Regions from separate parts of the Gossypium hirsutum genome. Here region 1 is linked to region 2. The links are chromatin contacts, called in public Hi-C maps. All regions are on one chromosome and are shown on one strand. The core of a region is the stretch at or near the end of the contact, and the rest is flanking DNA. Distances in the headings are between cores, read along the strand shown. Region 1 holds the start of LOC107897860 (50S ribosomal protein L18, chloroplastic). Region 2 holds the start of LOC107924437 (ethanolamine-phosphate cytidylyltransferase).

Region 1 (5,727 bases), core at 844-3,343, 420 kb after region 2:
CCGGAAGCTAGTGTGTGCATCTTTGAGTCATCAATGACTTGGACATAGAGATGCTTGTTCGAGCGGAAGACACACAGTCTTGGTCTATCTGGTGTCCCTTCAATCTACAAAAGCAAGAAACCCCCTGTAGTAAGATAGGGGAAACTCTGTATGCTTGAGGGACTTAAACCCATAGGAACCAAAGCCAATAGATTTCACTATATCAATATCAAGTCCATTCGGAGAGGAAACCAACCATTAAGAAAGATGATGATGATGATCAAAAGAATCTCATTTATCCGCCCATCCCCCTCTTTTCTAACTTATTAAAGATAAAGTTTACACTTAACTCCCATCAATTCTTCTATATAAGAAGAAGAAAATATTATAGCTCTTATTTGTTTCTTTGGCACATAAAATAGCATGACTCTTACAAAGTTTTACCACAGCTTAACATAACAGGGTTCCTTAATCTAATATATCCTATGGACAAAATAATCTAACCCCATTTGGTCCCAAAACATGTACGGAAACATCATTTTTAATAAATGAGTAAATTTGAAAGATAATCAGTACTTGATAAGATAAGAAATGGGGATAAATGTAAAAGGAATTTGCATTTGCTTAATGAGAGTATAACTGATATAAGAAATAGGATTCGCTTTAAACAAATAAAATATAATGCTTAAAAAGAAATAGTAGCAACCTTCTTCCTAATGCGAGAATGGCGGGCCTCACGATCTTCCGTTCGGGTGCGAGCTTTGGCTTGAACATTGAGGAAGACAGAGGGTAAAGATGGCTGAGGGTTTGACATTGACAGCCTCAAGGGAACTCCTAAAAAAGAAGTCTGTTTATGATTGAGAGAACCAGCAAACTGTAATCCCGTAGTGACAGTCATAGTCATAGCCGTTGCAGTAATTTCCATACCCAGTTGAGATTCGAGATTCCTTAATGCTGTCTGTCTGCCTTTCAATTTAAACAAATATCATCAAAAACATACCCATGTTTATCATTCATTTATTATTAAACAGAAGAAACAATACGTCATACCTGCTTTCCAAGGCTTTAAAATGGGGATGTACTGGAAGGCAACGCAAAGAAAGCAAGTGTGGATAGTGCTATGAGTGTTGCTGTGAGAGGGGAGTGAAGTCTGGGAGGAGCGGGATTTGGATAAGAAAAGGGATAAAGCGTATGAATGAAATAAAGGGCATGTCCTCGGCCAGTTCGGCCTTGCTTGCCTGAACACCATGTCCTGTTCTCATCCCCTGCGTGTTGGTCCCATCACCTTCCGCCTCAACTCAAAAAGCCAAGCCCAACCCAATATCATAATTTTACATTATATACTATTTCTAAGCCACTGTTTTTTTTTTAATTATTTTAGATGGGGCTTTTATTAATAAGATAAAACATCTGTACAAAATAAAAACATATACCTATTATCCTAAGAAAAACGGCCCAAGATTTCAGATGGCCAAAGTTAAACAAATATCTAGATATTATTAAAGAATACTCTAGAAACGACACTTAATGCGCCGAACCATTGCCCAATCAGAATTTGATGAAATCTGTCTTCTCCTCTTTCTATCATTTCATTGCCCAGTTGACGATTTCATTTTTCAAAACTTTCCTTCTGAAACATTTCATTTTCTTTTTTTGTTTTGAAACTTTCTCTCTTCCATTCTTCATCTCCTAAAGCTTTCCTAATCTGGTTCACATACCCAATCGTACCTTTTTTGCTCTTCGGCATAGTCAGGGACCTCCATTTCCAGGTATATCTCCTTTTTCCTTCTTAGAGTTTCTGTTGCAAGAATATGTGCAAGATTATTTGCAGTTCTTGGTGTATGTTGGAATCTGATATTATTGGAGCCACTTATTTTCTGTTGGATATCATAAATATATGCCCCTACCAGTGATCGATCTTGACCCTTTATGTTGCATTTCTTTATTATTGCGAAGGAATCTCCTTCAAAGATGATTGACTGCCATCCATTTTCGACTCCTATTTGAACTGCTTTCCAACACGCTATTGCTTCAGCAGCAAATGCAGAGGTAATGTCATTGTGGATCTCTGAACAGGATAAAAGAACTTTTCCTTCCGCATCTCTGGCCATAATACCTGAAGCTGAACGGTTTTGACTCTCATTGTATGCACTGTCGAAGTTAATCTTGATGAACTCACAATGTGGGTGCCTCCATCTTTTGTTTTCTGTTATTATTACCGATTTTCTTTTTTCGAAACCAGTAAGCTCAGTAATGTAGTTACTGATGAAGTTTGCAATTTCTTTTCCGTTACTGACTTTTTCCTCGTGTATTCTTCTGTTTCGATCTCCCCATATGGCCCAAAGTGCGTAGCAGAAAAGGCGACCTTGACAAGGGGTGAGCTGTTCAAACACCCAGGTAAGCCACTGTACGAAGTCCATGCTCTGGTTCATTATAATATTCTGAAGTGATAGTTGTAATAGGCCCATTTGCCCGGCCCGTAAACCAAATCAAAATATAAACAAAATAAAAATTAATAACAGTCCAGAAATAGTCCATATACCTAGGCCCAAATTGTTTTTAACCCACTAGCCTATCCCAATTTCCTCAATCCAGTTAGCCTAACACTTAACCCGGACCCAAGGCATAACGCAGCCCAAAACAAAAATCAGAAGCAGGAAACACTAGAAAACCCTGGGCGCTGCATGACTGCACAGCCAGCACACTCTCCTCTCGTGCGTGTGCGACCACACCTTCGAGCCGCTCCTCACACGTGCCTCTGTACGATCATGTACCTACAAATGACAAAAGAAATAAGCAACAAAACAGAGAAAAGGGGCAACAGAGGGGATGGGGAGAGGATTTTTCTTTTTATTTTCTTTTTTTTATTTTCTTTGTAATGCTGGCCATAAAAAAGGGCCATTCGAATATTGTAAAGGACCACGCATTCAGAATAGAAAAAAAAGGTGATTTTGAATCCCACTTTCGCTGGTTTCTGTTTTCTTTTTATTTTCCTTCGTTCTTCTTCTTTACTGTGGTTCGTTAATAGTATGAAACAAAAGGCAAAGAGAGAGGAGGAAGAGAAATTCACCTGGTAGCCGAGACGTCGTTCACTCCGTCGCAATCGGAGTCGGGCGAGGGATTGGGGCCTCCAAGCGTTGGTTTGCTGAGCGGCGTTGGAGAAGAGTTACTTTTTTTTCTTCTCGTTTTTTTTATCTTTTGTCGATTCTTTTTTTTTCTTTCCTTTCTTTTCTTTTTATTTATTGTTTGCAAAACAGAAACGAAGGGAGAGGAGGAAGGAGACCCTTACCTTCGTGGGTGCGTCGATGAAGCCTTCTTCTCCTCGGCACGAATCGGAGTCGAATGGGAAGAGGCCTTAGATTTGAAATGGCAGAGAAAGGGAAAAAACGGAGGCGGCGTTCACCTCTCTTTGCAATTTTAAACCCCCGAATTTTATTCAGATTTTAATTTAACGCTTTTATAAATTTTACTTCATTTAAATTTTTATATTTATGATTCCCTTTTTATCAATTTATATTTTATTTATTTCATTTCATTTTATTATTCATATTAAAATGTTTGATATTATCTACGTTAAGTTATTTCATATATTACCTATTTAAATTGCTTTCTACGCTATTTTATTAAATGTTTTACATGTGTTATTTCTTTAGATTTCAGATCATTTCCTTTAAATTGTCTTGTGCAACGTTTGTTTAAATTGTTTGAAAGTGTTTATTGTAATCTATTATATGTTCTAGTTATGTTAAATTGTGCATCGTTAATTTTGAATATCTTGCATTATTCATTTTAAATCCTTATTATTTACCCCAAATTGTTGTCTAATTAATGGGTCTTTATTTATCAATGATTGTATTTGGATGATGAATATTGTGAGACTATTGCTATTGTGTGCACTTTAGTTCGCTTATTCGCTTACATATCATTGGCATCCACTTGCATAAATATTGTATTCGTATATTGTTGTTCCGTGCATGCTACTATATTTTATTTCATGTCATTGCATGTTTGATATAATCCACTTTATTTTATCCCCAAACAAAATAAATGTATGCCTTTAAGTGTTATACTCGCAACTATTCAAGAATAAAATTTCGAAAACAAGGCCATATTTTGCGTTTTGGCAATTCGAGAAAACTGTACCCTAACTTACGGGGTATCGATTTCTCGTTTAACTTAAATAGTAAAATATTCTTTTAAATTATGACTTTTGAATAAGTAAAATTTCATGTTTAGATTCAAGAGGATTGAGCCCTAACGTATTGGGTATCGATTTTCTTCGTTGAATCTAAATGGTCGAAAACGCTCTTTAATTAAAAAAACATAAATAAAAAGCTCATTCTCGAGAATTCGATGTGTGGTGTCCTAACGCATTGGATATGTCATATCATTTTCTCGAGATGAGGATTTTTCTAACAAATGAGAATAAAGACAATATTCGATATTTAGGAATTTTGTGAAATTGAACCTTAACTTACTGGGTTTTGATTTTCACATTTGACCCAAATAATCAAATATCCTTCTCAAATGGATGGGTTTTAAAAGTTAAAAGATAAACTTAATTTTGAAGATTAAAAATGTTGCGCCCTAACTCACTGGGTGTGACTTTTTATTTATTTGAAATAAGAGTATTTTATTATTCAATTTATTCAAGTTAAAAGGATTGTATTTTAAAATATTTTCAAAATTTTGACATTAAGACATTAAACAATCAATTCGGTACCAATTTTGGGTGTCACGAGGGTGCTAACCCTTCCTCGTGCGTAACCGACTCCCGAACCTGTTTTCTCAAATCTCACAGACCTAAAATTTATTTTTCAATGGTAAACCAGTCACACCTTAATAAAAGATCGGTGGCGACTCCCATCTTATTGTCAAAGTCGATCGCAATTTTTTCAAAATTTAAAAGTGGTTTCGACAGCTTGGCGACTCCATTAGGGAAGCATTTAGAGAGTCAAACCGTAAAATTGATTGTTTCTTGTCTTATTATCGAAAATTGAAAATTTGATTTGAAAAATTACGATCCTCTCTTTGCATTTGTTTGTATAATTATTGTTTTATACCTTGGCATCATATTGCATAAAGACTTTTAGTCTTTCCCTTTTAAGTGGGTGTGAGAAGCTACTCCTTCGTGAGGTTTTCACCTCCGTGCAGGATAGTGGATCACTTTCGGAATACATCCGTACCTATGTCTTCGTGAGATTTTCATCTCCGTGCAGCTATAGGGAAATGTATTCCCCTAAACCGAACTCGGTCTGTATGAGCCTATAATGGGTGAATATCGAGGAATTTGCTGGTTCGGGTACCTTAACTTTAGAGCCAAACTACATGTAGAAGACCTTAGGGACCCATCTTAGGTAGAGCCACTCCAAATCCCTAGTAGTCACCCAATTAGGTACTTTTGTTTTCCTTGTTTACTTTTGTTTTGTACTAACCCCTCTTATTGTGTTTTGATTGTGATTGCATTGCATTTGCATCTTAGGAAGGAGATATTGATTCAAGTTCGATTACTAAATTAGAAAGCTTGTCATGGAACACGGATTCCTTGATAAAGTGGAAAACAATACGACTGCCTGAATATATTCTGAGAAACACAAGAAGGGTGATGAAGAGTTCGTGACCTTTACTTTGTGGCCTAAGGGTGCGAGACGATTGTCCAAGAGCCATCGACGTTTCAACTCCCTTAAAGAAGCTGACGAGCTTTATGAAGATGGGCAAATGATGGATCGCGACCAAGATCAAGAAAAG
Region 2 (5,728 bases), core at 714-3,213:
AAGCATAATAATCAAAGCCATAAATTAAACTTAACATTCCCACTTAAAAACTCAGTTTTCAAAAACATGCAAAACCCCTCAAAGGTTCAAGGAATTCTTAACTTCATTTCTCAATTTTACGAACACTAAAGGACTTAGGACTTTACCAGTTCACTAGATTTTTTACTTTTTCGACTAAAACCTCATGATCACCGCTCCATGCAGAGCTTCTCGGAATTATCACTTCTTTGGAGCAACCAAAGAAAAAGATGAAAAAGAGAATAAAATTAAACAAAATTGAGAAGATTTCACCCTGAGAATTCATTTCTCAACTATTTATAGCCTTTTACACACGATTATCAACCCTATAAAAATTACCCATCGATAACCATTTTGTCTCCCACTAAGAAACTAGTTGGTCTTAATCCAATTGAACCAGAATTGGGAATCAACTATGTCCAAATCAACCACTAAATTTTTCTTGATTTTTTAGTAAAACCTGTCAACTTACGAATTCTTTCAATTTAACCCCCAATTATTCCTAAATTTCAGACTTAAGGAAATATCAAGTGTAACAGTAAGTGTTAACTATTAAAGTGTTATCTGGTCAATATAGAATTTATGACACTTCTATTTCTCTAAAGAGATAAAATGAGTTTTTGAAATTTATTATTACCATATAGATACAATTAATAGATAAATGAAAATTTTGAAAAATCTAATCTAATAAATAATGAACAATTAAATAAAAAAGAAAAAAAAATATAGAAATTACATTAAAAAAAAGAGAAATCCGCACTTGTCATCATTACATGATTTTGGTCCTTATTATATTAAATATACTGGTTTTCTCACCAGTACAATGCACATTAGGGACGGAGCTAGGAGGTTGACAAAGGCACTACCCCTAAAATGTAAAATTGCAATATTGACTCTTTAAGTTTTACAAGATTTTAATTGAGTAAACAGTAAAATTATAATTTGACCCCTAAAATAATAAAATTATAATTTAATTATTTAAAAATTATAAAGATATAAGTTATTACAATTGTGAAATTGCATTTTGACTCTCATAAAATATACAAATTAATTCTATCTTCTTAAAAAAATTTCTAACTTCACTCCTAACGCATGTGATAAAAAAATTGCACAGTATAATATATGCCCAAAACATAGAAAAGATAAAATATGTGATGATATTTTGATATTAAAAACGGTTTCGAAGTCATATATATTACCAACATTTACATACTATTAATTAAATTTTTTAATGAAGCAATATATGAAAGAATTAATAACTAAATATAAAAAATTTGGTTTAGAAATTAATATAAAGTTGTAATAAAAAATATTAAAATATGTGCAAATAATTTGGATGGAGTACATCAAATCATATATATAATATAATTTAACAACAGTGTTTATTTATAACACAATTACATAAATATATTAGTTTAATGTTGTTTTAAAATAAAAAATAATATTATATATTAAAAGTAGATTTAACAATCATGAGTATATTTATACTTAAAAGTATTTTATAAATATAGAAGCATTTTAATTAATTAAATATATAAATCTTAAAAATATTTATTTATCAAGGGAAATGTATTATTTTGTTCTTAGAGAAATATTAAATAAAAATAATGTATAATGTAAATTAAAATAGTGAATTATTATTTTTAAATAAAACTTTTAAAAAAGGTAATTCAAGAAAGCAAGTATACCATTTTTAAATAAAAAATTTCCTATAAAAAATATATAAAAGATACATGATATGGTGTAATATATATATAATATGATTCTAAATATTTTAATTATGCCAACAAAGACTTGTATTTTTTTTTAAAAGAAAAGTTTATTTTGTTGTATATATACATGTGATATTGATGTATGGAAATTAAACCCGACCCGACTGCTTTGGGAAAGAAAACAAACAATTGGAAGGATATTTGTGAGAAAACGATATTGTTTGCAACTTGTTTAATTTAATTAGACGAAATGCAATACATACTGGGCCAGCTGCCACTCACAAATCCCGTGTGAGAGAAACGAGAGAAGGAAAAACAAAAAAAAAAAAGAAAAAGAAAAAAAGAAAAGGAGGAGACACGAACCCAGAATTAAAGAAAAACTACAGCAAAGAAAGGTAAAGATTCGATCTACCATCTTCACATATTCCAATTCTCACGCTTTTCCGTTTCCTTTCGTTAGAATTTGCAGTCCTCAAACTTAATTAGATTTGCCCATTTTTAACTAAAATTCATATGATCTGGCTTCTTGATTTTGCGTAAGATTCAGATTTAACACTTTCTTAACAAATCCAGTTTTAATTAAGCTTTTTCATACTTCTGAATTTCATTTTTGCATGTATTTATATACAACCCATAACACATTTATTAATTTGTATGTTTTACAAGTTTCAGATTCTCTTTCAATCGTTGCCAATAAAGGCCCTCCTTTCTGCCCAAATTAGAAAAGTGAAATTATATTAATTGCCTTTTATTTATACATAAACTTTCGTGTAAAGTTAGCCTGAAAGGTCTCTGAAATTTTCCTTTATTGCAAATCTTACATTCTTCTTCTTATCATTATTAATAAAATTATTATTATTTGGTATTGCCATGTTTTAGGTTCTGTGTCTCCTGTTATTGCGGTTCGAAGAGAGGATAGCAATGGAATACGAGAGTAACAATTGGATTTGGGACGGGGTGTATTACTGCCCACGTCTCTTTGGTGGCCTAATGCTAACGGCTGCCTTGCTTGGTTTGTCTACCACTTATTTCGGTGGAATTGGACTGTTCCCATTGTCATATGTTTGGTCAGATTCAGGGATCTTCCACAAGAAGAAGTGTGAGAAGAAGCGCATTCGAGTTTACATGGATGGGTGCTTTGATCTCATGCATTATGGCCATGCCAATGCGTTGAGGCAAGCTAAGGCTTTGGGAGATGAATTGGTGGTTGGGGTTGTAAGTGATGAGGAGATTATTGCCAATAAAGGTCCTCCTGTTCTGCCTATGGAAGAGAGGTACTAATGTGACTCTGTTTTTCGTTCGATATTTTATTTCATTATCTGTAGTTCATTTTTGCCTTATCCTTGTGTTTTGCACATATAAACACTGCTCTGTTTTGAATCTTCATTAACTCTAATCACATGGAAAGCATTCACAATGCCTTGGCTTATTAATGAAGGTTTTGAAAACTAGCACAGCTCAAAATACTGTGATATCCTCATATGTGAAAAAATAAATTTGTTGAAAGAAAACAGTGAGGAAAAAGATTATATATGTACGTGTGTGCGTGCGTGTGTGCATGCATGCATGCAAGTCTATATATATCCAACTCTGAAGTATGAGAATCAAGAAGCCTAATAAATTGTAACAGATTAGCTGTTTTACAATGGAACCTTCACATGCATGTAAAATCAGTTAATGAACAACATGAATTGCAGAGGCTAGTTATCTGGTGCAACAATTTCTTTTTCAAGAGCATGTAGGCAAGAAGGCTGTATACCTTAGGTATTATCTTTGCTTCTAACTTATTAAGCTGTATTGAAATTAATATCTCCTATGCAATAAAGTTCTCAACTTTCAACTTGATTAATCTGCATGCCAGTCTTTCCCTTGATGGTTTGTTTGTCAACTCGCTACTGTTGGTAAGATTTTTGTAATTACTGTATTGTGTGGTTCCATGGATCTCATTGAAGTTCTCTCCAGGCTGGCACTTGTTAGTGGATTAAAGTGGGTGGATCAAGTAATAGCAAATGCCCCCTATGCAATTACTGAGCAATTCATGAACAGTCTGTTCAATGAGCATAAGATTGACTATATAATACACGGTGATGATCCTTGCCTTCTCCCTGATGGATCTGATGCTTATGCCTTGGCAAAGAAAGCCGGCCGCTACAAGCAGATTAAACGCACTGAAGGTGTCTCCAGCACGGATATTGTTGGTAATAAAAATTTTCTTGAGATGTGTTCAAGATTCCTTTGGTTAAATCCTTTTCATCTACTAGCTTCTGTAAATTTCAGTAATTTCTAATTATTTCACTAATTATACATATGTAGGAAGAATACTTTGTTCTGTAAAGGATACTGAAGGGGGTGGAGATCATACTAGCACACTTTTGAATGGAGATTCAGGTGAAAGATGTCATTCACAAAGGGCTCAGATTTCCCAATTTCTACCAACATCTCAGCGGATTGTGCAATTTTCAAATGGCAAGGTACTATTTAGTTTCACACTAGCCAGCCTAAGAGAAACTAAGCTTCATATTAAGGATCCTTCAGAACTTTCTTTGAGATTAGCTCATTGATATAATTACTTAAGAAATTATAATTTTAGGCAGCATGAACATGGAATAAAGAGTGCACTCTTTAAAATCTGTTTGCAAGAAAGAGTTATAGCCTCAAAAACTCCAAAGTGCTTGGCGAGCCTATTACTAAAAATTATACTAAAGTTATATTACGTTTGTCAAGTTCAGTTGGTAAAGGCATACAAAGTGCTAATTCTCTCTCCTTTGGCAGTTGACAATAACAAGAAAAAGATGATTTTATATCATCTTTCTTCAAATTAGGCTGGTTGAGCTACTCATTTACCATAGCTATTGTCTTGTTATGACCAAACTGGCCGACTGCCCTTCTGGCTTATAATCCCTTTGCAATGTTTTATTAAAGATGTGTTCTGTAGCATCATGAACGTAAAGGTCTGGATAAAATGCTTATGTAAATCTTTTGCTTGAAAGATAATTTTTAGGAAACTGATTAAAGCAATTTATTGGACGGACTTTAAAGTATAATATGGATCAATGGTTTGGTGCATTCTTCACTTCGTTTTTCATTCTCTTTTTTTATCTCACTAGTAGTAATATTGTTTCAAAATGGCCTAAAATTCTGTCATAAGTCAATTCCCTAGCACAAGGGATGCTTGCAACCATTTCTTGTAAAAGTTTAAGCGCTATTTTCTTCTTTATCAGACGTGGGGGAGAGTGTGGGGGTATGGATGGATGTGGTGCCAATTTAGTTCTTTTGCTTTCTTTCTCCTTTTAACTGTATGTTTATGAGAATGCATGGCTCTCTTTGCATGCCAATCTCATTCAGTTTTTCTTCAGGGACCTGGACCAAATGCTCGCGTTGTATACATTGATGGGGCTTTCGATCTCTTTCATGCAGGGCATGTGGAGGTATTTCATCCCTTTGATACTTTTCTCTCATCTGATTTTTCTTTTTTTTTTTATGTTATTATGATTCCATAAATTTGGTGATTGCTCTCAATCAGATCCACATGTTATTCCAGTGTTGTTGTAAGATAAGCATTCTACTGTCTCATTGTAGCCTCTTTTAATACACATTTTGGTGCAAAATTTAAGCATAGCTTACTTTTATCTGGCTTGGCTACCATTGTCTGAATATATGAGCCGAGCAGCTAGCTGACATTGTTGCTCTATGGTGAGTAAATAACCCAACTGAAACTTTTAGTCCTGATGATAATTAAAATATAGGATGCCTATCCTGTAATGAGGATCCTTTAGATATGCACTTTCTCTATCAAATTTTAAACTAGAGTGGTGAACAGAATATTGTTAAAAGGCTGGGTGTTGATGCAGCTCAATCTATTTAATAATTTAGGTTAACACCTTTGTGATAGTCAAAGGCATAATTGATTTGTAGGGACCCGTGTGGGGAATAATTACTAAGTTAAATGCCAGAAGTTCTAAATTATGTACTTCATTCTTTTGATTTAGGGGTCTCCC

The links. A called contact is a pair of places that touch in the nucleus more often than the background predicts.
Region 1: a Hi-C map of leaf shows a contact between it and region 2, with 2.2 times the contacts expected there. The contact joins the promoter of LOC107897860 here to the promoter of LOC107924437 in region 2. A contact is called at or near these places in 4 of 34 Hi-C or Micro-C datasets (callus, leaf and petal).

The regions. Positions count from the first base shown.
Region 1 is chrD08:16,437,884-16,443,610 of Gossypium_hirsutum_v2.1, forward strand. It overlaps LOC107897860 (50S ribosomal protein L18, chloroplastic), which reads right to left and starts at 2,094. Exons shown (of 4, transcript XM_016823443.2): 1 at 1,030-2,094; 2 at 686-945; 3 at 1-104. The coding sequence starts at 1,228. LOC121220304 reads right to left here and starts at 2,399. Exons shown (of 1, transcript XM_041099980.1): 1 at 1,680-2,399. The coding sequence starts at 2,399. The coding sequence ends at 1,680.
Region 2 is chrD08:16,020,960-16,026,687 of Gossypium_hirsutum_v2.1, forward strand. It overlaps LOC107924437 (ethanolamine-phosphate cytidylyltransferase), which reads left to right and starts at 1,964. Exons shown (of 10, transcript XM_016854925.2): 1 at 1,964-2,125; 2 at 2,610-3,004; 3 at 3,693-3,928; 4 at 4,044-4,201; 5 at 5,087-5,158. The coding sequence starts at 2,652.